5 separate regions of the Mus musculus genome follow, and regions 1, 2, 3 and 5 are each linked to region 4. Evidence: chromatin contacts called from public HiChIP or PLAC-seq and promoter capture Hi-C data. All regions are on one chromosome and are shown on one strand. The core of a region is the stretch at or near the end of the contact, and the rest is flanking DNA. Distances in the headings are between cores, read along the strand shown. Region 1 holds the start of Klhl18 (kelch-like 18). Region 2 holds the start of Scap (SREBF chaperone). Region 3 overlaps Smarcc1 (SWI/SNF related, matrix associated, actin dependent regulator of chromatin, subfamily c, member 1). Region 4 holds the start of Qrich1 (glutamine-rich 1). Region 5 holds the start of Cspg5 (chondroitin sulfate proteoglycan 5).

Region 1 (4,265 bases), core at 39-2,538, 2.0 Mb after region 4:
TTTTTTTTTTTTTTTTTTTTTTTTTGAGACAGGGTTTCTCATAGACCTGGCTGTCCTAGAACTCACTCTGTAGACCAGGCTGGTCATGAGGTCTGCTTGCCTCTGCCTCCCAAGTGCTGGGATTAAAAGAGTGCTCCACCACTGCCCAGGAGCCACCCTATTCATTCCTACCAGTCTGACTCGAATACATGGAGAAGCAATGCTTCCTTAACTCAGTAGAAGATAAAGTCTAAGAGGTGTCTGTGTCTTTCTGTTGTTTTGAAACAGGAAGAGGGAGTGTCACACCGAGACAGTAAGAGCCTTCCAGGCAAGGTCCAACAGGAAAAACCACAGGCAGGCAGTATCCCCACCTGGAGGGATCTACCTGGCTCAGCAGGGCACCAAGGTGCAGCCCTGCACGACTCAAAGCACAGGGGGCACTGGCCCTTGACACCAGACCAGAATGCTGGATGGGAACAGGTGGCAAAAATATCCCTCTCCCCAAACAGTCCTTTAGCCTGGCCTCCAGGACCTTTTAAGGTGGTGACAGTAGATTGTTTTCCAGCATGGAAGAGAGTAGCCCACATCAAAAGATTTCCAGATCCGATTCTAAAAGCGCCAAGGGCAAGCAATGACTCCTGAAGAGAAGGCTTAGCATTTACAACAGCACAGCCAACTTCAAGGAGCCCAAAGAAATGACTTTAGGACAAGATAGGATGTCTTAGTGGTACCCATCGGAATGTGGAGTCAGCCACCGCCCCTTCCTCCATGGTCTGCCTGTAAGAACATTTTCTCTTTTCTGTATGACAGAAAAGGAGGCGGATACCCCAATGTCTCCTGCTCTTAGGGCGTCAGAGGCACACCTCTCAATCTTTCCTTCCAATGGCTGAACGGCTGTCCCCTTTACTCTCCCAACTTGGCCTCATTTCCCCCTCTGCGCTTGGCACCGCTCTCTACTACTCTGTTCCCCTCTAACCTTTCTCCACCCACAGTCGGCTGGACCACTCTTCCCCTGTCCACCACCCTTTTCTTCCCGCTCAGTCCCTTTCCCCTCAGCCAGCCACCGCCCAGACCATGGTACCTTTAGCGTCACGTCGCATAGCTTGCCCTGCCGCCGGATCTCCTCCATGACGCCGTAGCCGCGACTAGGCAACTCCGACACGGAGAAATGCACCAAGTCCTCCAGCTCCTCCGCGCCGTCCTCCACCATCTTCCCCGGCCGCCGCAACTGCGCAGGCCTGGCCAGCAGGCTTCACACTAACCAGGGCGGGGCAAGGGCTCACGCTGAAGGCTGCCCAGAACGCGAAGCCGGAATCTCACTGGCCTGCGCGGCCACCGTACCCACAAAGTCCTCGACACCGGAAGTCTCGCTGCCCCGCTTCCTGGTTTATACATAGCCTTTTTCCCCCCGTAACTCAAACTCAGGCTTCGCATATACAGCTACTCTAAGCCTTCCAGGTTAATTGACTCCATCTCTGTCTTCTTTGTTCAGCTCTGACTTTCCCTGTATCTTTAACGGAGAAATGTGGGCTTAAATTCCGCCACCACCCTACACTACTTCCGTAATCCCTGCAGGCTTCCTGTTGCCATGGCGACTGTGTACACAGCCAGTCGGCTAGCTGTCCTGGTTGCGAACAGAGCTCCCTCAAGTTGCTGCAGTTCTAGCGGTCGCTCTACCCGAGCGCCACTGCCCCGCGAGGTGAGCAGTGGTCACGAGCCGGTGGCGTTAGGTAAAAGGGAAACCTGGTGGGGATATCCTCCCAGCTGCTGTCAGTGGCTGGGTTCCTAACTCCTTTGGTTCTTTTATTTGTGAAAAAAAAAAAAAAATCGGAGACACCCCTGGAGATGCTCCTTTCAACCTGGTCGCAGCTTAGGGGAGCTAGGAGTTTCTGATGTTCCTTAGTCCCACGAGTCTCCACTGAGGTCCCACGACTTGCCTTAGACGGAGAGGGCGTGAGTTTGAGTGTCAGAGATCATTAAGACACGGTGTCATCACTTAGAGCCTTCTAACTACCGAAGAGGAAAACCCTCTAGAGGGGCACAGGAATGGGACCAAGGCAATCTGTCACACACATTTTAGAAAAGCATTCCACACACTGGGTGAGAAATAGGAGAGTGGCCAGTTTTGCCTGGGTGCAAACTTTGGGTTCATCTCATGCTGAGATGCAGTAGGACCCAGTGTTGTGGGTTTAAAGGGTGTTTGTTTCTTAGTCTTTATCCCTGATCGAGGTAAGAGCATGGTAGGTATGAACGCCTAGTGCCTATGAGTAATCCCATTGACTTCTTGTCAAGCCTTCGTGGGTGTTAATGTATATCCTGCTCATTCCCAAGCCCAAAACAAATGGAGAAACACTGACTCTCTCAGCACAGAGGTCTCCTGGTGGCTCGTCAGAGTCACTTTATTATGTGAAGTATGTAAGGACTGTGTTCAGATTTCTGGGAGTATTCCATCCTGAGGGGGAAAAAACACTACCTAATGGGAGGGTATCTTGAGACTGAGCATGGCTTCTTGTACTGGGAAATGAAGTATCCTCCCCAGAACGCTGCAAGTTCAGGGATTAGAGTAGTGTGGGAGGGGAGTGACATATCACATACCTTGGCACTCTCTCAGTAGTGGCTGAAGATGGTGGACCCACCTATGGAGATTCAGTCACCCTCTGACTTCCAGCCATGAGTATCACCATCAACTACCATTTCTTGAGCACCTGGTGTGTGCTGGGCGCTGTTCTGGACCTTGTGGGGGGCATCACAAGAGGTAAACGGCACGACCCTTATCCTCAAGCAGCTTGTAATTTGACTTGGGAGCTGAAGCCCACATAAATGAAGCGGCATAAGAACGGTAGCAAGCAGTACCTCAGTAAGTGCGAAATGGCATGTGCTTCCTTCCGCGGCACTGTTGGCTAGTGGGCTCCCGAGAGGAGTATAGACCCTCGGAAAGGCTTGTTGCCAACTGCGCATGACTCCAGGGATGCTCGGCGGCATGAGCATCCGGAGGACCCTGGAAAGGTCGGATGGGGGGGCTGCATGTGCACGCGCGCGTTGGAAGTTGTAGGGCAGAAACGGGGGGGAAAGCTCTGGAGCAGCCTTTGAGCTGGCCTGTGAACCCGCTTCCAGAACTCTCTGGATTCTTTGTAATTCCTTCTAGATGTTATACTCAACGGCACTGGAACCTTCCTGGGCAGGAAGATAAGACTCTTGGGGCTTGTGTTCAGAAAGGTTTCCCAGAGCTGTAGAAACTGAGTATTGAGTAAAAGAAGCACAGCTCCCATCTGGAGATACTAACCCCAATACTTGGGAAGCTAAGACAAGAGAATTGTGAGTTCAAAGCCAACCTGGGCTACACAGTGACACCCTTTCGCAAGGAAGACTTTATTTTTTTTTAATCGTGAACAACAAACCACTTCTCTCTGTTCTCAGTTCTCAGTAACAGAAAGTAAACTCGGAAGTGAAACCTTCAGTCTCCTTAATGTGGGGTCCAAGTTAGAGGCCGTGTGATTTTTTTCTAGAGCTCAAATTTGCAGACACACACACACACACACACACACACACACACACACACACACAAAATGTTCAGCCAAACTATGTTCTTTTCTTACTCCAATATTTTTCAGATTAATTTTCTAAAAACAAAAACAAAAACAAAAAAATTGGAAAGATCCAGCAGAGTGCTAGGGAAGACTCATGAAACAGTGACATGTGTGGACACAGAGGGTAACTTGGAGGAACTGGGTCTCTTCTTTGACCATGTAGGTTCTGAGGATCAAACTCAGGCCATCAAGCTTTGTGGCAGGTGCCTTTACCAGTGACATCTTGTGGGCCCTCAAAAGCCTTGTTTGTTTGACACAGGGTCTCAGTATGTAGCCTTGGCTGGCCTGAAGCTGGATTCGTAGACCAAACTCATAGACCCACCTGCCTGTGCTTTCAGAGTGCTAAGATTAGATGCATGTGCCACCACACTCGGCCGCTTAAATGACTTTAATACATACTAGCAGTAGTTCTGTGTCACGTGAGAGCGTTTTTCCGTAAAGGTATTTAAAAAATTACTAAACATCCCTTCAGAATGTTAGAAGAGTGAATCAACTCCTTTGTCTGGCATTTCACTTTTGCGGCTATATGCTTGCTATTCCACCCCACTCCCCCCCCCATCCCCCCAACCCTGTGTCCCCGTCTGCTCACCTGTCTACCTGCCCTCCTACTCCTTCCCTGTCTCCTCCTCCTTTAAAACTACAGGTTGCTTTAGGGGCAGGGGCTTCATTCCTTTTTAAACTGGCCCAACCCTGATGGGA
Region 2 (4,222 bases), core at 1,635-4,134, 1.8 Mb after region 4:
CTTACATACCTTCACAAGGAAAGAGACGGCGGTCAGAGCGGGAGAAACCAGGGACAGAGAAGGCGATGCTCACTCCCAGGCTCCTGAGGGGGCGGACGTGGTACTTGAGGGATAAGGCTTGGAGGAAGTGACCTGAGGATGGAGTGGGAGGAGCATGGGCTTCCCTACCCTGCTTTCTACTGTTGCTTCTAATTTAAAAACAAAGAAAAGAAAAGAAAAGAAAAGAAAAGAAAAGAAAAGAAAAGAAAAGAAAAGAAAAGAGAAAACAATCTTTTGTTTTCTTCAATTTTTAAGACAAGGTAGCCTTTGAACATATAGCCCTGGAACTTGCCATGAGCTCACGTAGGTTCTGCTTCAGACTTCTGAGTGCTGGGCTCACAAGCGTTTGCCACCAGTTCTGGTGTTTTAGTCTGCTGCTCTGTGCTACGATAAAACACGAACCCAAGTCAACCTGGGGCTGAGGTGGGGGCCACAGAGATAGCTCCATAGTTAAAGACACTCGTTGCTCTAGCAGAGGACCGGAGATCTTTCCAGCAACTTCACAGTGGCTCACAACTGTCTGTAGCTCCAGTTTTAGGGGGAGTTGAAGCCCTCCTTAGGGAACCAGGAATGTTCATGGTGCAAACGCATACCAGCAGAGGAAACACTCATACACAGAATACAATAAGTACATCTTGGGCTGGTGTGATGGCTCAGTGGGTAAGAGTACCCGACTGCTCTTCCAAAGGTCCAGTGTTCAAGTCCCAGCAACCACATGGTGGCTCACAACCATCCGTAATGAGATCTGACACCCTCTTCTGGTGTGTCTGAAGACAGCTACAGTGTACTTACATATAATAAATAAGTAAATCTTTTAAAAAAAAAAGTACATCTTTTCTTTTTTTTTTTTTTAAATCAACTCGGGGAACAAAGGGTATATTTGGTTTGCATTTCCATGTCCATCAACAAGAGTCAGAGCAACAAAATACACCACGTAAAAAAATAAATTTTATTTTTATTACTGAGGTTTGAGCTCAAGGCCTTGATGCTAGGCCCTACCAGTGGGCTGCATTTTCTTATCTTTGTGGGGGCCAGACTTATGTACCAGACTGGCCTCAAATTGGAACCTTGGACTTCTGTTCCTCCTGCCTGCATCTCCTAAGGGCTGACATAGGTGTGACCCACTGAAAGATCCTAACAGAATGTAAAAGGTCACAGAAGCCCTGAAATTGGCAAGATAGATGTCACTGTTAGCAGAACTAGCTTCACTGATTTAGAAAAATAGAGGTGCACAATGCTCTGGCCACTCCTTGAACTTGTGTGTCTGCCAATGTTTTGACCATTCCTTGAACCCATGTGTGTGCCCACTGATGAAGCCCACTGCCAGGTGTTTGTGATATTGGTTGCTGAGAAAGAGTCAGAAAATCTCCCCAGCAACCACAACCGGGCCAATCCTGAGTTGCTGCCCCTGCACCAGACTCTTTCCTTGTACCCCTCCCATACCCATTTCTTGAGAATTGTTTAGATCTGGAAATCCCCCCACTCTCCCCTTCTCCTTTCCCCCCTGAGGGCCTATAAAAACTGGGACCTCTTTCCCCTCGAGGTCGACTCCTCTAACCCTGCGTGGGATATGAGTCATCCCCAGAGCTCTGGCTTTCCCCGAATAAAGCCTCATGTGGTTTGCATCAAGCTTGGTCTATCGTGAGTTCTTGGGTGTCTGCTATTATCCTGAGGCCTGAGCGAGAGGCTCCTCTGGGGAGTCTTTCACCACCACTGCCAGTTTGCTGGGGGTTAAGGCTCATATTCAAGGCTGGGCAAGCAGTATATCAACTGAGTTACATCTCTACCAGAAACCTGCTTTATAGAATAACCCTATTCCAAAGGCTGAAGTGGCCACCTCTGATTTGTTTTGCACGGTGACTATACTTATATTTTCTCTTCCCCCACCACTGGTGCCCTTGAGGGCAGGTACAGGGTCTGTTCTACCTTAGTATGCCTTGGGGGTGAGCAAGAGTGACACGAAAGAAGTATGTTTAAGGTAGCAAGATGGGGGCAGGTGGCCACTCTGACCTGTGACACTCAGAGAGTCAAGACATTGGTAGTGTGGTTGAGATCTCTCCACAGGCAGGCCTGAGGACAAATGGAAACATAGCAACCAGGGTTGGTGCTGTTGCTGAGTGTCTGGAACCTCACTTTCCCCAAGGCCAAATGAGAGAACACACACCATATGCTTAACTCAGCATTTACCAGAGCAGTCACTCAGCATAATCCGTTACATGTGCAAGTCGACTGGTGGCAGTTCAGAAGGTGGAAGAGACTCAGACACCCATAGTTCCTCTACGTGGGAATAAACACTGAGTATATATCTTCCACTTTACCCTATGCATTGTATTTTTAACAAAAATGGAATCCTAACACCAGCTTGGTTTTGAACTAGCTTTCATTATAAGTGCTCATTTAACATCCTTGGTGTTGGAGGCTCCTATACCTAGTTCATCAACTGAATACACTTGCTATTTAGCTCAGTTGCTTCTAATTCCCTGGTTTGTTTTTCTTTTTGATGCTGCTGTGGATCAAACCCAGGGCCCCTAGCGTCTCAGGCAAGCTCTCTACCACTGAGCCATACACCCAGCCCCGCTTCTAATCCTTTGGCACTATAAAGCATGGAACACGAGCTCTTGTGCATGTTCTCAATCACTTCCCAGGACAGTGATGCTGTCAAAACTCTGAAGTGCTACTAGCCACCTTTTTCCAGGCCACAGGCAACTCCAGTACTTCCTCTCGCAGTTGTGTGGCAGGGGACCACCAGGGGGCGAACCCGAGCCGTTGGCAGTGCCAGACTACGCATGCGCACGCCGCCGGGAGCACGTGTGGAGGGCGGCGGAGCGGGAGGGGAAAGGTAGGAGTTGAGAGGTGAAGGGGCGGGGAGCTGCGCGGGCGCCGGGCGGCCGGGAGGGAGAGGGCGGGCTCCAAACACCGGACCGCGGGCCAGGAGCGCGCAGGCCGTTCTCCGCCGCTCGGTCGCCGCCGCCCGGGAGCTGCCTCGCTGCCACAGGTACCTCAGCGCGCGTCTGCACGGTGCGGCTGGGCCCCGGCGCCGGCCTCGCGCCGCTCGTGCCCGGGAGTTCCGGGATGCGGGCGAGCCCGGGCAGGGGCGCGCGGGCGTGGGCGCTGTCCAGCAGCCCGAGGCGCGGCTCCGGAGACCGCAGTCTGGAGCTGGGGGCCGGACGGTCTCGCGTCCCCCTTCCCGACCGCGCCCCCGCCCGGGCCGAGCTGCCTGGGTCGCGATGGGTTCAGGCTGAGTGAGCTCAGGCAGGTAGGCTCGCCGCTGGATCCTGCTTTGGGGTTGTCTGGGGTTGTCTGGGTGAGGGCTAGACCCTGTGACTCAGTCCTGCCTCTTTCCGAAGATCCGATAGCCAGGCAACATGTAGATTCTCTGCTGGGAGTGCTCGGTTTCTGGTTTTATGTGTTGCTTAAACCTAAACTTTGCTCGCTTATGTTGCTTATGTTTACTTCCAGGTGGTTTTGTTGCATCAGGGTTATAATGGGATAGCGCTAGCTGCAGCGAGTCCCGGGTCCACACTGCATCTCAGAAAGTTGTGCAGATGGTGGCGATGAAGAGGAGGGCAGTGAGCCACAGGTGGCGGCGGGTGAGGGGTGGGAGTGGGAGTGGGGTCCTGGAGGTAGTCTTCCTTAGTTTAGCTTATTTATCTCTTATGGTGACGGAAGCGATGAATAAATAAGTTCATGATGATCTTGTAGTAATTCTTGTGAAGTCGACATAGGAACAGTCTTTAATGATGCGTTTGGGTGCGTTTGTAGAGTTTGCTTATGCAGTGTGCAGCCATCTCAAGGTGTGCTAAACATTAAAGCTTTTCTTAGAGTCAGGATCAAGTGTATCTAGTTAGTGCTGAATGCATTTTAGGTGTAACCTGTGTGATGCTCAAGTGAAGATTGTATGTTATGAAGTATATGCTAATGTATTTCAAATCTAAAGGCTTTTTATATATTTGCAGCGTTTCTGCTTGGCAAATATTTTGTTTGTATTGTTTTTTTAACGACCAACAGGAAATACAAGTATAAACATTATTCCTATACTCATTATTAAGTTACTTGGGGACGTGTGCCTAGGGCATTGGTCTGCCACTGAGTAACACCTGTGGCTTTTTATTTTGAGTTGGGCTTCATTGCCCAGGCTGACCACAAAGTTTCATCCTCCTGCCTCGGTTTCCTGAATATGTGG
Region 3 (4,725 bases), core at 657-3,156, 1.7 Mb after region 4:
TGTGTAGCATTTAATGGGTTTTTTTTTAATCAATAAATAATATTGTTTAGCTACTCTGATACTCCTTGGGTATTGTAAACCTGGTCTCAGTAGCAGAGGTTGCAGAAACATCAGGCACTATGTGCTTGAGTTGTATCATCTCATGAAGACCCAAGATCCTAGTTGGTTACAAATACGTATCTCAGAATTAGTCTCTTTAGGTCTGCCTTACCTGACCCTTCCAAATCTAGTCTATTGCTTGCCAACAACCATAAACCTGTTGTTAGCTTCAGATGGGCTCAGTCCTGACAGGCTGCTCGCTTACCACTGCTCTCTTGTTGTACGGCTTTCAGGCAGAAAACAAAGTGGAAAATGAATCGGATGAAGGTGATAAAATACAAGATCGAGAGAATGAAAAAAACACTGAGAAGGAACAAGATAGTGACGTCAGTGAGGATGTCAAGCCAGGTGACTTGGGCCCGAGCATGGTTTAGTGTTAATCCTTTTAACTGTACAAAGACAATAGAGAAGTTCTGGTCATTGGTACAGAAATACCCTCTCCTTCTTTAAAGATGTCTTATTATTTTTTAAGAACAATTTTTTTTAATTGTTAGTAGTATTTGTGGAATATGCGTATTTGACAATGTAATCCAGCCGGGCGTGGTGGTGCACGCCTTTAAACCCAGCACTTGGGAGGCAGAGGCAGGCAGATTTCTGAGTTCAAGGCCAGCCTGGTCTACAGAGTTAGTTCCTGGTCTACAGGGCTACACAGAGAAACCCTGTCTCAAAAAAAACGAAAAACAAAAACAAAAGACAATGTAACCCAGGTTGTCCTCAAACTCAGAGATGTTATGCATCAACTACCCGTGTATGTTTAAGTTCCTGAGATTGACTTTATTTTCTGTTCGTGGGTGTTTTTCCTGTGTGCATGTCTATGTACCACATTGTGTCTGCATTGCCCTTGGAGGCCAGAAGTGAGTGTTGGACCCTTGGAACTAGAGTTCTTGACAATTATATGAGCTGACATTCAGGTGCTGACATTCAGTAGAGCTGTGGCCCTGGAAAGGACTGCCAGTTAGTACTCTTGACCACTTTGAGATAGTCTCGTGACTGTTGTTTTAAGAGAGTGGCTCGAATAGCCCAAGCTGACCTGAAATTTGCTTTGTAGCTAATGCTGGTTTTGAACTGCTGATCTTCCTGCCACTTCTTCCCAAGTAGGAGAATTGCAGGCTTTTGCCCCTATGCTGACATTTAAAATGACTTTGGATTTAGGGTGAAGGGGGATAATTGAGCCTACAGTATTTTACACACTGTACCACTGGGCCAAATTCATGGTCCTGCTTGGTGGTTTGTTTCTTGTTTAATTTTTGAGGCTGGATATTACTGAGTTGACCAAGCTAGCCTTAAGTTGAGTCTATAATTTAAGCAGTCTTTGTCCTTGCTGTCCTTTAGTCTAAGCCTCTAGAGAAGCTGACTTTTCAGTCCTCCAGAGTGCAGAGGTTAAAGGTTCGATCCCACCATGACTCTCGGGTTTATTTAACAGTGAGATACCAGTGCTTATCTGGCCTCTGCTTTCTCTCTCCGTTTCCTATTGACAGTCAAGCAAATTGTTGACTGACACTTCATGCCCTTGTCCTTTGGTCTGCGTTTGTGTCTGTCTTTATTCTCTTGTGTTTATTATCGCCCTTGTTCTTTTGGAGAGGTGTCATGTCACTCCGTCTGTCCAGATCATGCCACTTTATTCTGTCTGTTGCAGTAACAACCCATCATGTCTGTCTCAGACTTGTGGAGTACTACTTCCCTGTCTGGTTTTGTTCAGACTTAGGGGTCGTGTTCAGATCATTCTGCTGCCTCTTGAACAGATAGGAGTCTTAGGCTGTGTGTTTCTTCCAGGTTACCACTCATATCCAAAGGCGCTGTCCTGAGAAAAATGACACAGAGACAGAGTGTGTCACTTCCAAAGTATCCTCATGGACGCATACCTAAATGCAGGGGGTGATTCACTGAAACTCTGAAACAGTAGAAAAGGGTGTTGGAATCTCTATAACATCATCCCTGGTTTATCATGTGGGACAAGTGGTTAAGATGGGTCACTAAGGCAGTTACACCCTAATGAAGCTTTTTTAAAAATAATTTTCAGAAGAAAAGGAGAATGAAGAGAACAAAGAGCTCACTGATACATGTAAAGAAAGAGAAAGCGATGCCGGGAAGAAGAAAGTGGAACACGAGATTTCGGAAGGAAACGTTGCCACAGCCGCAGCAGCTGCTCTGGCCTCAGCTGCTACTAAAGCCAAGGTTTGCCCTTACAGCCCCTTCCCGTGCTGCATGGAGCCATGAATGGTCGCATTGTTTTAGTTAATTGGGAACATTGAGTATAGAGAGCCTGCCTCCCAGCAGGATGGCTGTGCTGTGAATGGCATTTCTAGGTTAAGAAATCCCCAGGCTGAACCGACCAGGGTGTTGAGTGTAGATCCGGTCCTGTGGGGGATGGGTTTTCATTCATTGTTGTCTTTAGCTTTGTGAAGGCCACCAGTGGAAGGAATAGTTTGAATTTTCCCCTCTAGGGTCTCATTTATCTTTTCATTTTTAGTTTGTCTGTGGAACCAGTGTTCAAATAATTTTTACCACATTGAAATATTTATGATTTTTAAGACAAAATCTTCTTTTTTGTATAAATACTTCATCCTGACATTACAGACTGAAAAGAGAGAGCCTAAAATAGCTTTTTCTTCTTGAATTTGCCAGCTTTTCTGGGGGTGTTTTTTTTCTATTTATAACAGAGTATCGGCTGCACTGCATATTTAAGAAGACAGGAAAATGTTATTTTCCCACGCTTAGTGTTAATTTAGCATTTTAAAACATTCTAAAGATGAATATATGAAATTTAAAAATTTTACATCCATTCTTCCTGAGTGGTTTCCTTCCATTATAATTTACCAGATTTCAAGAACCAGTAGTTTCTGGAGCATTCCTAATCAAATCTTTTGGGCATTACCTCACACATGAGAGCAAGTGTTCTTTCACACCACTCTGCTAGTGTGAATACTTAATCTGTTGAAGCTGTGAGGTATGATTCATAGCAAATTTCCAGGTAAATCAATTCAAAACATAGAACCATTCTTTGGATTTTGTGCTCCCCTGACCCAGGTGGATAGAAGTCCCGGAGGAAGTCTTCCCAGAGACATCCTTACAAGCCACAGCAGGACTCAGTCAACCCAGGCACATGTCTGCATTTACTGTAATACCTGAACATCCTGCATATTTTTTCTTGCACATATTTTTCAAAGAAAAATAACTTTCTTGGCTTTTTGTTTTTTGGAGACAGGGTTTCTCTGTGTAATAGGCCCTGGCTCTCCTGGACTCTCTTACATAGACCAGGCTGGCCTCGAACTTACCAGCTGCTTCTACCTCCCAAATGCTGGGACTAAAGGCATGCACTAATCATGCTGTGCTCAAAGATACTTTTAAATCTATATCATTGCTCTTTCTCTTACCCTTTTCACTCCAACCTGCCTCTACCTCCCAATTCCAGGATTAAAGGCGTGTACCACCATGCCTAGCATTTTTGTGAGTTTTGAGGCATGGTTGTACATAGAAGTACTAATATAGGTGAGATTTGTTGTTTCCCTTTTCTCTGATTTTGTCCCGTCGTTGTAAAGTTTTCTCTTTTCATGCCTTCCTGTCGTGTTATTGGTACATCGCCTCCTTGCCTCTTAACTCTGTTGAGTTTTGCTTGTTTGTGTTATTTTGAGACAGGATATCACTGTGTAGCTTTGGTGACCCACTTGCCTCTGAATGCTGGGGTTATATGTGCTCCATAACGCTCAGATGTGTATGAATTCTTACTTGTACATAATATCTCTAAGGAAGAGCTATTTTATTGGCAATAGACTGGAGGCTACAAGAGCTTCCCCCTTCCTTTGTCTGCAGGCCTGTTGTTGCCTTTGCTGATCTTCAATTCCTTAATCTTGGTTTTCCCTGACTTTTCTGGTACCAATCTGGACCAGCCACTGTTAGATGTCCCTCCTAATCCTTCCCCATTTCCACTCTCCCATTACCCACAGCGCAACTGACACGTCCCTTTTGTGTTTGTTTTTGTTAACTTTTGTTTGTTTTTAATTTTTAATCATGTATATGTGTATGTCTGTGTGTGTGTGTGTGTGTGTGTGTGTGTGTGTGTGTGTATGTGTGTGTATGCCTCATAGAGGCCAGAGGCGTTGCCTCTCCTGACATGGGAGTTAAATATGTTGTTTTGATCCACCTGCTGTGGGTGTGGAAATTGAATTAGGCCCTGGGGAAGAGCAGTACACAATCATAACTATGGTGTGCGCTCTCTAAACAATTGGGTTGGATGGGGGTTTTTTTTTGTTTTTTGTTTTCCTGTGGGTGTTTTGCCTGTGTGTGCATCTGTATCATGTTTGTGCCTAGGGTTTGCTGAAAGTAGGGCAGGATATCTGGTCCCTGGAATTGGACGTTGGTGACCTGCTATGCAGGCGTTTGCCATCAAATTCAGGTCCTCTGTAAGAGCAGCCAGTGCTCTTAATCATTGAGTCATCTCTTTTAAGTATTTACAGTGAAATAAGTAGGGCAGATAAGCTTTCAGCTAGGAAGGGTTCATAAGTGATCTCACCTATGTGAGTAGCTCCAGAAACACACGGTCACGGCCCTGCGGTAGCTTCCACGTGTCCCTTAGGTTCAATGCGTTTGAGGGTCAGATGAAGTCCTTACATAATTGGTTCTCTCTCC
Region 4 (4,312 bases), core at 143-2,642:
TTGGTACCTCACCTCCATGATACCTCACCTCCTAGGTGATGAAGGGGAAGTAAGAAGCCCGGTTCGGGGTTGTTGGTCATTTTTCTTCTACTGCCTTTCAGATTGTCTTCAACCGAACTGTCACACTAAAAGAAGACCCAGGCAAAATATGAACTGAATACATGTGGCCCTACCTCATCCTGGAGGCTGGGGGTGCCCTTCAGCACTCCACACTCCGTTTCAATAAAGAATAACTAAATCCCTCTGGCGTCTCTCTGTTGTCTGCCTTTCTAATATCTGAGGACCCTGGAGAAATAGTTTGTTAGCTGGCAGTGGTGGGTCTCATATGTCTTCTGGAAGAATGCACTTCCCCAGAAAAGAGCCAGCCACAAAGTCACTACTGCACTTGGTTCTCAAAGGCAGGTGCATGGCTGGAATTAGCTCAGCACTTACTATGATAAACCTGAGAACCCCAGAGATGCTGTTGCACAGTCACCAGTCCTATGGAGGGATCTAGGTTTGTGTCTTTGTGGCTAGAGATCAAGAGACACATGACCCCCCGTGTGATCATTTAGAAAAAAGCCCTGTCAACTATTTAAGCATAGTGAGATAAATCATGAATGCTGTTGTGGCCTTTCCAGTTTGGGGACCCCAGCAAACTCCCTGGATGTCTATACGGTGCTGAGATGAGATTCCTGGCTATGCTGGCCCTTGGATTGGACCCCGTCTCAGAAATTGACTTCTGAAGAATTTGAAGATTAGAGTTTGCTAGGACAGGAACAAGTGCAGAAGGCACTAAGGTTTGCCCCAGACTGAGGGCCCCCTGGGTTGCTGGGAGCTTCTGGTGAGGCTGTAGGTGAGTGCCTGCAGCTTTAAAGCCTTCCACATTTTCCCTGTATACAAACACTAGGCTACCCAAGGCCTGCTTTAAGGTGGACCTGACTGTGGCAAAGCGATCTCAGATGAGAGGTGGTGCTGGGGGTTCCTGAAGCTGTTTTCTCCCGTGCACTAACGCCCCGAGCGCTTCCCAGGCGCGGCACAATGGTTAAAGCTGCGCCCAGTTCAGGGGTTTGAAAGGGGGCCACCTTAACCACGAGGCCGAGCTAGGCCCGGCCCCGCCTCGCGTGGAACTGTGCAACTAGAGGAGGCGCTAGCGGGACACCGTAGGTGGCTTCAAAAAGCATGCTTTCAGACCCAGGGCAGGGGCAAAATACCCCTGGATGCTGAACCCCGGGCCTAAGCCCCGCCCCGCATGGAGGGGTGCCCATGGGCGTGGCGCTCCTTCCCACAACGAGGGGTACGCTCTCCACTCCAACCGGTTCCCTCTGTGGCTGCAGCGTTCCCTTTAAGCCTGGCAGGCAGCTCTCGCGGGATCCGACGCTCCGGTTCTCGCGAGAAGGGCCTTCGGCTCCCATTGGCCGTGAGGGCTGAATGTAAGATGGCGCCCAGGGAGCTGTGAGGAGAAAATCCTGTCGGTCTCGGAGCGGCGACGGCAGAACCGAGGCCCCGGGCGGTGAAGCGGGGCCGGCGGGTAGAACGGAGGCAGCGGCGGCGGTGACGTCGCCGGGTGAGGGCTCTGGTGAGGGCGGGGACGCAGCAAGGCTCTGGCTCGAAGGCGGCAGGCCCACCCTACACAACGGCGGGCGGGCGGGGGCGGGCGGGCCGCTGCCGCTGGGCCCAGGCGACCTCAGGGCGGCTTCAGAGCGGAGAACGTCCCTCGGCTCGCGAGCCTCCGCCCCACGGGTGGGGGAGGGGCGGGCCTGAGGGGCGGGTGGGCGCGGCGCACGGGGGCGCGCGGAGGCGCGCGCGCACGAGCGTGGCTTTTTTTTTTCTTTTTTTTTTTTTTCTCATTTTTCTGCGCGCGCGCGTGCGTTATCGTGCGCGCTGTGCGGTCCTCTCGTTGCGCGTAGCCGCCCGACGTGCGCGTCCCCGTTGGCTCTCAGCTGTGGCCCGTGGGCTAGAACGGCTTCCGGGGCGCGCGCCACCCCGCGACCCCCCGGTTTTGCGGCGCGCGCCCTGCTGTTGGTCGCTCACGCTGTCCGGAGTGCGCGCCGGACGCCCCTTCCAAGAGGAGGGCAGACGGGCGGGCGGGCGAGCGGCCTGGCGGACGACCGACCTGCCGACTGGGGAAGGTTGAGGGTTGGGCCCTTGTCCTCGTGACGTCCGGGGCAGCGGTGGCCTAGGTCTGCGGAGAAACATAGCGGCTTTGCGGTCTGGCTTGCGGCTCCGCTCCTCCGGGAGGCGGACAGGAGTGCTCGTACTAACTGAAGAATGCTGTTACTTAAGCGAGGCCCAAGGACTGGGTGGGTGCTTGGGGAGGGTGCTGCTCTGCTTGGGAAACCGAGTCCTGCTGGCCGGAGAGGGCATTGGGTCCCCATGGGTTTCCTCACCTTGTACTGGTGCTTTGTGCTGAGGAGAGAAGGTTACCATTACCAGGCCCCGCTTTTCTTCCATTAGAACCGATTCTTCCATAAGCGCAGTTGATACACGTCACCTCTGTGCGCTCCGGAAAGAGATCCTCCTCTGTATATGGTATCAAACTCTCGGAGCTCTAAAATTCCGCTTTAAATCCTCACTTAAATGCAGCCTCCCCCCCCCCTTTTTTTTTTCCACCTCCGCGTGGGTGGGAGGGGCTTGCCTTTCTGTTCTTGATAAGGGCTGTTTCTTAACCTTGATTAACTTGATCAATGCTTTGCCGGTTTTTTTCTTTGTAATTTCTAAAATGTCCAGCAAAAATTTCTAAAATCTGCCTGTCACTATAAAAACTATGTAACTGAAGTTCTTCTCAGCTTTTTTTTTTCTTTCCACATTTTGTTTCAGTGCTGTGATCTTCTATCTAGGAAATTCTAGGTTTGTGATGGAGAAATACACAGCTCTTTTTTTCTAAGACAAAACATCTGCTAGTTTATTTTTACAATTTTGTTACATTAAGCCTGAGGAAAAGCAAGCTAAAAGGATTTTTATTCCTTTTAGTAGCAACCAAACTTTGATAGTAATGACTTTTTTTTAATATACTGTATTTTTTTAAGAACAAAGTTAAAACTTAAAAAGAGGCTGAGGATGGAAGGAACTTCTTTGTTCTATCTTCTTCAGAATGTTAGAAGTCTTAAGAACTCAGGACAAGCAGCAGACATACATGCAACATGGTGACTGGTGAGTTAAAAATCATTCATACGCTGGAAGTATGTGTGCAGTCCGTTACCCCCCAACCCCTTGGTAATACTGAAACTTTACAAATCTTGTCATTCTTTCTTGGTGTTGTCTGCTAGAAGCTGCTACCTACTAGGAAACTGCTGATGAGGGAAACGGTATTAGTTTGTTCATTGGACAACAGTCCCTAAAATCGAAGTCAGTGGAATATTCATGATTAACATTGCAAAGCATCAGCTAAGAACCTAAATGGTTTTCCAAAACAAACAGAATACAACAACAACAACAACAAAAAAAAACTGTCCTCTTTGTTGAGGATGTGTCTGTGAACTTTTTGTACCATTTAAGCTTGCTTATTCTAGTTTACTTTTTTTTTCTTTTCTTTTTTTTAAACCAATGTTTCCATCAACTAGTATTTACCTGTTAGGTAACTTCTAGTTTTCTGGGATAAGGTGTTATACTTCTCCAAGATCTTACACAGTTCACATCATTTTACAAAAGCTTATATTGATGTCTCAAAGAAAGACTTAAGGAATGGTTGAATTTTGTTGTGAATTTGAGTTACCTGAAAAAACAAAAACAACACAATCAAAACCCAGTTAGGGACTTTGGGTGTGGCTGTTCTTTTTTATAGCAACTTCAAAATCGAGGCTGTTTTTCTCTAAGCCTGCATGCTTTCAGTAGTGGTTTGTGCTGGTGTGCCTAGTTCTTACCTCTGTGCTTTTTAAATGGCCATGCTTTTTCTGTGAATATTTCTGAGTTGGCCTCAGGCTGAGGTGTTATGTGAACACCTGCTTTTTCCTTTGCACTCTTGTGTTTAGTTCCAGGTGTGAGTCCCCCTCTAGCTTCACTGTTTTCCCTGTAACGGTGTATTGTGATTTCTGTTTTTATCAGGTTGGTTTGTTTGTTGTTTGGTGCAGAGGATTGAACGTAAGTGTCTTGCACATGGGAAGCATGCACTTTACCACTAAACTACTCTGGCTCAGGGTTGTGATTTGTCTTTAAACTGATGTGGTTGCATGAAGAAAAAGTAAATTTTTGCTTTCTTCAAAGGGGGGAAGAAATGGTTCTTGCACTCACTAAGGCTTAATTCTAGGTTGATGAGATGTGTTAGAAAGCTGCTGCTTTTTCTCTTTGAGACAGCGTTTTAGAAATTCTGGATTGGTTTGTTGCAGTAGAACGT
Region 5 (4,901 bases), core at 577-3,076, 1.7 Mb after region 4:
CTGACAGAGACCACCTGCCCTAAAGGTAGTTCGTGAAAACCTTAGCAAAGTAGTGACAGCACCGTAGGCACCTGACAGTAAGGGAGCTAGATCTTTCTCCTTTCCTAGCCACCTGTGGTTGGCTCTCCTACGGTCACACGGAGCAAGTGTGGGGCTGAGAGGTCGTGAGTCTGGCTTGGCCTTGACACTGACAGACTTCTGATAGCCATCTGGATTGTAGCATCCCTGCCTTCATGTATCCCAGGACAACCTTCAGCTTCTGATCTTCCTGCATCTACTGACCATGTGCCACCCAGCTAAGGGTCATCTTATTCTGCAACACCTGCAGGGTCCCTGAGAAGTCCTTAGTCCTCTTCCCAGGCAGCAGGTGTCATCTGCATTAGTTGAGTGTTTTCTCCTAACTGGCCTGGCTTTAGAGTTAGTTAATAAATTCAAAATCCCTTTGCATCATAATAACAAACCATTGCCTGGCAAAATAACCACCCCAAGGTTTGTGATAACCCTTTTCTGAAATGAGAACACTCAGTCTTTGTGAGGAAGTTTTGTCAACACAAAAGCCCTTTAGCCCGTCCCTTCCTACCAGGAATGGTGTGAGTAGACCTATTCCTAGTAGCCCATTCTGCACCCCACCCCCCACAAAAGCAATCGCTTGTCTCCATGCCTAAGATCAGAAGCTTGATCATTCTGTGGTGGTCATTAGTAACAGCTAGACATAGCAGCATAGCGGCATACCTGTACTCCTGGAACATGGGAGGTAGAGACAGGAGGGTTAGGAATTTAAGGTTGGCTTCAGGTCTGTAAAGATTGTTGCCAACCTGGGTTATGAGGGAAGGTCTCAAGGGGCTGAAGCATTAAATGCCCAGGTAAAAGTGGATGCTGGGCTGGGTAAGGAGACAAGGCTTCTATTGTCCTACTCTGCATCCTGCTCCTTTTGAAATGCAAGAAAGGAAATGAGGGTCTGTAGTGCACAAACAGCGACTTAGAACTGTTTGTAACAACAGTTCTAGCGCTTGACTCTTCTGACTCTTTGGATACCAGATATGGGTGTTGTGCAGATACTTGCAAGCAAAACACCCGTGTACATGAATTTAAAGGGTGATATAAGAAGCCTCCATATTCAGATGAATACAGCTTTTAAAAAGGAAAGCCAAAATTTGAATATGTTGGTGTTTATACTGAGGATTTAAAGTCAAATTGATGTTCTCCATCCAGACCAAATTATGTGTGGTCATGGTATGGGAGCAGTGGTGGTAGCATCAGTGAAGCAGGTGTCTTTTCTGCACTTAAGGGTGTGTACGGCAGTCATGGCAATGGTCTTTATGGCTCTGCTTGGCTTTGGAGACAAATTACCAAAACAGTAGGAAAGAGGCATGAAGAAGCCATTGCCATACAAAGCATGTGTAGCGCCCAGATGGCGCATGATGTGAATAGAGGACACGTGGAAGCTATAGATAGGCAGTGGTGGTTTCCTTGTTCTAGTTCTCATATCACTTCATGCACGCACACACCATACATTTGACACTGCTTGCCAGATCCTTTCATGCTGGAGTCGCCAGTGACTAACTCGGGGGACACACAGATTTGATGCTAAATCTTGTTCTTCTCACCACAGAATGGGCATTGCCCAATTACTCTGTTCTCAGTGTTAGGGAGGAGCAGAAGGCCAGAGGTTGGTTGGTTTGCTTGCTTGCTTGCTTGCTTGCTTGCTTGCTTAGTACCAAATTGGTGCTGGATATATAGCTCACTGACATCACTTTACTTGCATGCACAAGGCCCTGGGTTCAGTTTCAGACAACTTAAACAAAATTGAAAAAAGTGGTAGCAGAATTTCTCTGCAGGGAGGGGAGAAGATAGTTGAGGAAGGAAATATTTCACATTCGCTTGTTTGTTCTACTGATCAAAACAGAATTTAAAAGGATAGTTACGGGTGGGAAATAGGGTAGATAGAAGGATTTGGTTGGTTAGTTGGTTCTAGACAGGGATTACAGACATAAGCTACCATAACCAGCAAATACAATTATTTTGCAGTACTAGGAATTGAACCTGAAGTCTCACTCATTTTAGGCAAGTGCTCTCCCTAACTCTTAAGTGTTTTACCATAAGTAGGAAAAGACTTTATTGTGACCATGCCCTAGCATGAAAGGACTTACATAGGATCTCCTGTGTGGTAGGAACTTCCACCAACATCCACTTTTGACAACTACCACCCAGGAATTGAAGAGAGAAATAGGTATTATATCTGGGTAAGCAAGCCCCCTCTTGACTGGAACTCCAAACTAGGACACGTATGTCTGGTTGCCACTCTCTAGATGTCATACAGACCCTACATAGCCACCTCCGAGCCAGGATATAAGAGCCTAGCTGCTGGAATTTTGTCAGCCTTGAGGGGACTCTAAGCTGCAACCATACTTGTGAGAGAAAAGGAGTGTTGAACCAAGGCAACTCACTAGAAGACAGGTATGAGACAGATTAAATGATGGTCCTCCATCTTGTTCATATTTGGTCACTGACAGAAGACTATCAACACCAGCATCGCCCTTGGACTAACCCTTGGACTGAGCTGAACATGATCATTTAGGTCGATAATAAAACATCAATATGTAGGCTATTTGGAGGCGGGGAAAGCCAGGTGACTAAGCTGTAGTTCTGCCTCCCTTCCAACAGGTCTCCCAGTAAGCAGTGAACCTGGGTTAGGAACAGAGACCTCTCTCTCCACGTTGCATGTGCACCTGGCAGTGATCTAGACCTCTTGGTTTAACCAGGAACTTGGGTTTGGGTAGTACTGGTCACCTGCGGAAGGCCGCCCTGGATTTAGAAAACGCAAGGTGGAGTCCAAATACTGGGGACCGGATAACACGTTGGGTGGACCTGGCTGTGCAAGATTTAAACTAATGGCTTTGGCTGTGGACAGATTAGGTCTGATCCAATTAGAGCCTAGGCCGTAGTATTCGCCTCCTTGCCAGGCTCTGTCGATGTTCTCCCTGCTCTCCGGAAGAAGACTTAGAGTCGGACTGGAGAACCTTCTGGACACCGAATTCTGGATTGGCACCGGACAGTCCGTGCCCCGGGCTCCGCTCTCTCCACACTGGGGGCGCGGGCTTCCGCCCCCTGTGGCCCTTCCGAGCCCCGCCCCGAGCCTGCGGGTGTCGGAGCCCGCGACGTCCCCGCCTCCCCTGCGCGCGCGTGGCGGGTGGGTTCCTCGCAGGTCCGCGGCCCAGCGCGCTCAGCACTGGAAGCGCAAGCGGGCCCCGTGGGCTGCCGCCGGTGCACCTGTCGGCTTCCCCCAGTGGCTCTGCTGCCGCCCCTGCGCGCCGCGCTTGCATCGCTCTCCACGTCCCGTGCCAGAGGGGTCTGACTGTCCCCTGGCGAGGAAGACCGAGAGGGGCCGGCGTCAACGCGACGTGCTGCGGGGCGGGCGGAGTGGGGGCGGCGCCGAACGCGGCAGCGGCAAGCGGCAGCGGCGGCGCGGGAGGCGGGGAGGCGCGGCGCTCGGAGGACAGCGGCTGACGGCGGCATGCGGCGGCTCATGCTGCCCACCGTGGGCTGAGGCGGCCGCACACGGGCGGCAGGCGCAGCGGCCGGGCAAGCCGAGGGCGCAGCCAAGCCGCGCGCACCGCGCACAGCGGCAGGGGCTCCGCGCAATGGGCCGAGCTGGAGGCGGGGGCCCGGACTGGGGGCCGCCGCCAGTGCTGCTGCTTCTGGGGGTCACGCTGGTGCTCACCGCTGGGGCCGTACCGGGTAGGTATCCACCCGGACCGGGACCCCAGCCAGCCCCTTGCGCCCCACCCCATGCCAGGGTCTCGCTGACTTCAGGTCCAGGTGGAGTCCCCAAGCCCTGACAAGGGGGCGGGGCACCGCCTGGCCTACAGCCCGGGACCCGGCGGGAAAGGGGAGGAGGAGAGGACCTGTAGGGGGTGGAGGACACAGGCCAACGGGGAGCAGCCCATAGCCTGTGAACAGACAGCAGGGTGGGCTAGGGTGGGGGTGGGGTCTTGAGGTAGGGGCGGGGTCTGATCGGGGGCGGGGGGCCTAGATGCGATTTGTGGGCGAGGCTGCGGGACGGGGCGGGGTCCGGAAGATGAGGCAAGGATGAGCCAAAGTTGGGGGAGTACCCTGACCTCGTCTCGCAGACTGCGGGTGCTATTTGGGGCGGGAAACCATAGGCAATGTGTATTTACCAAGCTTGGGAGGCAGATTCAGGGGCGGGCCTTAGAAATGGGGCGTGGCCTTAGAAACCAAAGCAATGTCCCAGGGTGGACCTAGGTCTACAGGATCTACCTCAGCCTCTCACCGGGACATGCCACCTTGACACCCTGCCCCTTGCCCTCCCTCCCACAGCACGGGAAACAGGCAGTGCGATCGAGGCTGAAGAGCTGGTGAGGAGCAGCCTGGCATGGGAGTCGCGTGCCAATGACACGCGGGAGGAAGCCGGCCTGCCAGCAGCTGGGGAAGATGAGACCTCGTGGACAGAGCGGGGCAGTGAGATGGCTGCGGTGGGCCCTGGGGTCGGGCCAGAGGAGGCACTAGAGGCATCGGCTGCAGTGACTGGCACTGCCTGGCTAGAGGCAGATGGCCCAGGCCTGGGTGGAGTGACTGCAGAGGCTGGCAGTGGCGACGCCCAGACCCTTCCAGCTACGCTCCAGGCTCCTGATGAGGCCCTTGGGTCATCTACAATGCCCCCTGCCATCCCTGAGGCTACTGAAACCAGTGGACCTCCCTCCCCTGCTGTCCATGATAAGCCTAGTGTAGGCCCTGAACTCCCTAAAGAGATCCCCTTGGAGGTTCGGCTGAACCTGGGAGGCAGCACACCAGAGCCCACTTTTCCCCTTCAGGGCACTCTCGAGACCCAACCAGCCTCAGATATAATTGACATTGATTACTTTGAAGGATTGGATAGTGAG

What was found. Promoter capture Hi-C pulls out the DNA fragments that hold promoters and counts their contacts. HiChIP or PLAC-seq counts read pairs in DNA pulled down with a chosen protein or histone mark.
Region 1: a contact with region 4 is called in a promoter capture Hi-C map of pre-B cells, with 3 times the contacts expected there. The contact joins the promoter of Klhl18 here to the promoter of Qrich1 in region 4. A contact is called at or near these places in 2 of 39 promoter capture datasets (neutrophils and pre-B cells) and 1 of 9 other capture datasets (liver).
Region 2: a contact with region 4 is called in a promoter capture Hi-C map of pre-B cells, with 2.2 times the contacts expected there. The contact joins the promoter of Scap here to the promoter of Qrich1 in region 4. A contact is called at or near these places in 5 of 39 promoter capture datasets (the 3T3-L1 cell line, cranial neural crest, liver and 2 more) and 1 of 115 datasets of contacts at active chromatin or transcription factors (pancreatic cancer cells).
Region 3: a promoter capture Hi-C map of cranial neural crest shows a contact between it and region 4. The contact joins the enhancer-like site here to the promoter of Qrich1 in region 4. A contact is called at or near these places in 5 of 39 promoter capture datasets (cranial neural crest, embryonic stem cells, hematopoietic stem and progenitor cells and 2 more) and 1 of 115 datasets of contacts at active chromatin or transcription factors (large pre-B cells).
Region 5: a contact with region 4 is called in an H3K27ac HiChIP or PLAC-seq map of embryonic stem cells, with 4 times the contacts expected there. The contact joins the promoter of Cspg5 here to the promoter of Qrich1 in region 4. A contact is called at or near these places in 1 of 39 promoter capture datasets (frontonasal cranial neural crest) and 1 of 115 datasets of contacts at active chromatin or transcription factors (embryonic stem cells).

Annotation. Positions count from the first base shown.
Region 1 is chr9:110,475,406-110,479,670 of GRCm38.p6, forward strand. Klhl18 (kelch-like 18) reads right to left here and starts at 1,289. Exons shown (of 10, transcript NM_177771.5): 1 at 1,061-1,289. The coding sequence starts at 1,189. It overlaps Kif9 (kinesin family member 9), which reads left to right and starts at 1,589. Exons shown (of 21, transcript NM_001163569.1): 1 at 1,589-1,709.
Region 2 is chr9:110,330,472-110,334,693 of GRCm38.p6, forward strand. Scap (SREBF chaperone) reads left to right here and starts at 2,885. Exons shown (of 23, transcript NM_001001144.3): 1 at 2,885-3,034.
Region 3 is chr9:110,203,880-110,208,604 of GRCm38.p6, forward strand. It overlaps Smarcc1 (SWI/SNF related, matrix associated, actin dependent regulator of chromatin, subfamily c, member 1), which reads left to right. Exons shown (of 28, transcript NM_009211.2): 23 at 333-447; 24 at 2,120-2,274. Among named protein-coding and RNA genes, the nearest start is that of Cspg5, 38 kb to the right of the region's middle. Within about 2 kb of position 1,907, at least 107 of the 459 cell types and tissues checked have an H3K27ac peak or open chromatin away from gene starts, as enhancers often do. A contact at or near this core is called in hippocampal neurons, where this site is marked.
Region 4 is chr9:108,515,695-108,520,006 of GRCm38.p6, forward strand. Qrich1 (glutamine-rich 1) reads left to right here and starts at 1,393. Exons shown (of 10, transcript NM_175143.5): 1 at 1,393-1,546. Qars (glutaminyl-tRNA synthetase) reads left to right here. Exons shown (of 24, transcript NM_133794.2): 24 at 102-247. The coding sequence ends at 152.
Region 5 is chr9:110,241,957-110,246,857 of GRCm38.p6, forward strand. Cspg5 (chondroitin sulfate proteoglycan 5) reads left to right here and starts at 1,827. Exons shown (of 5, transcript NM_013884.3): 1 at 1,827-3,738; 2 at 4,339-4,901. The coding sequence starts at 3,642.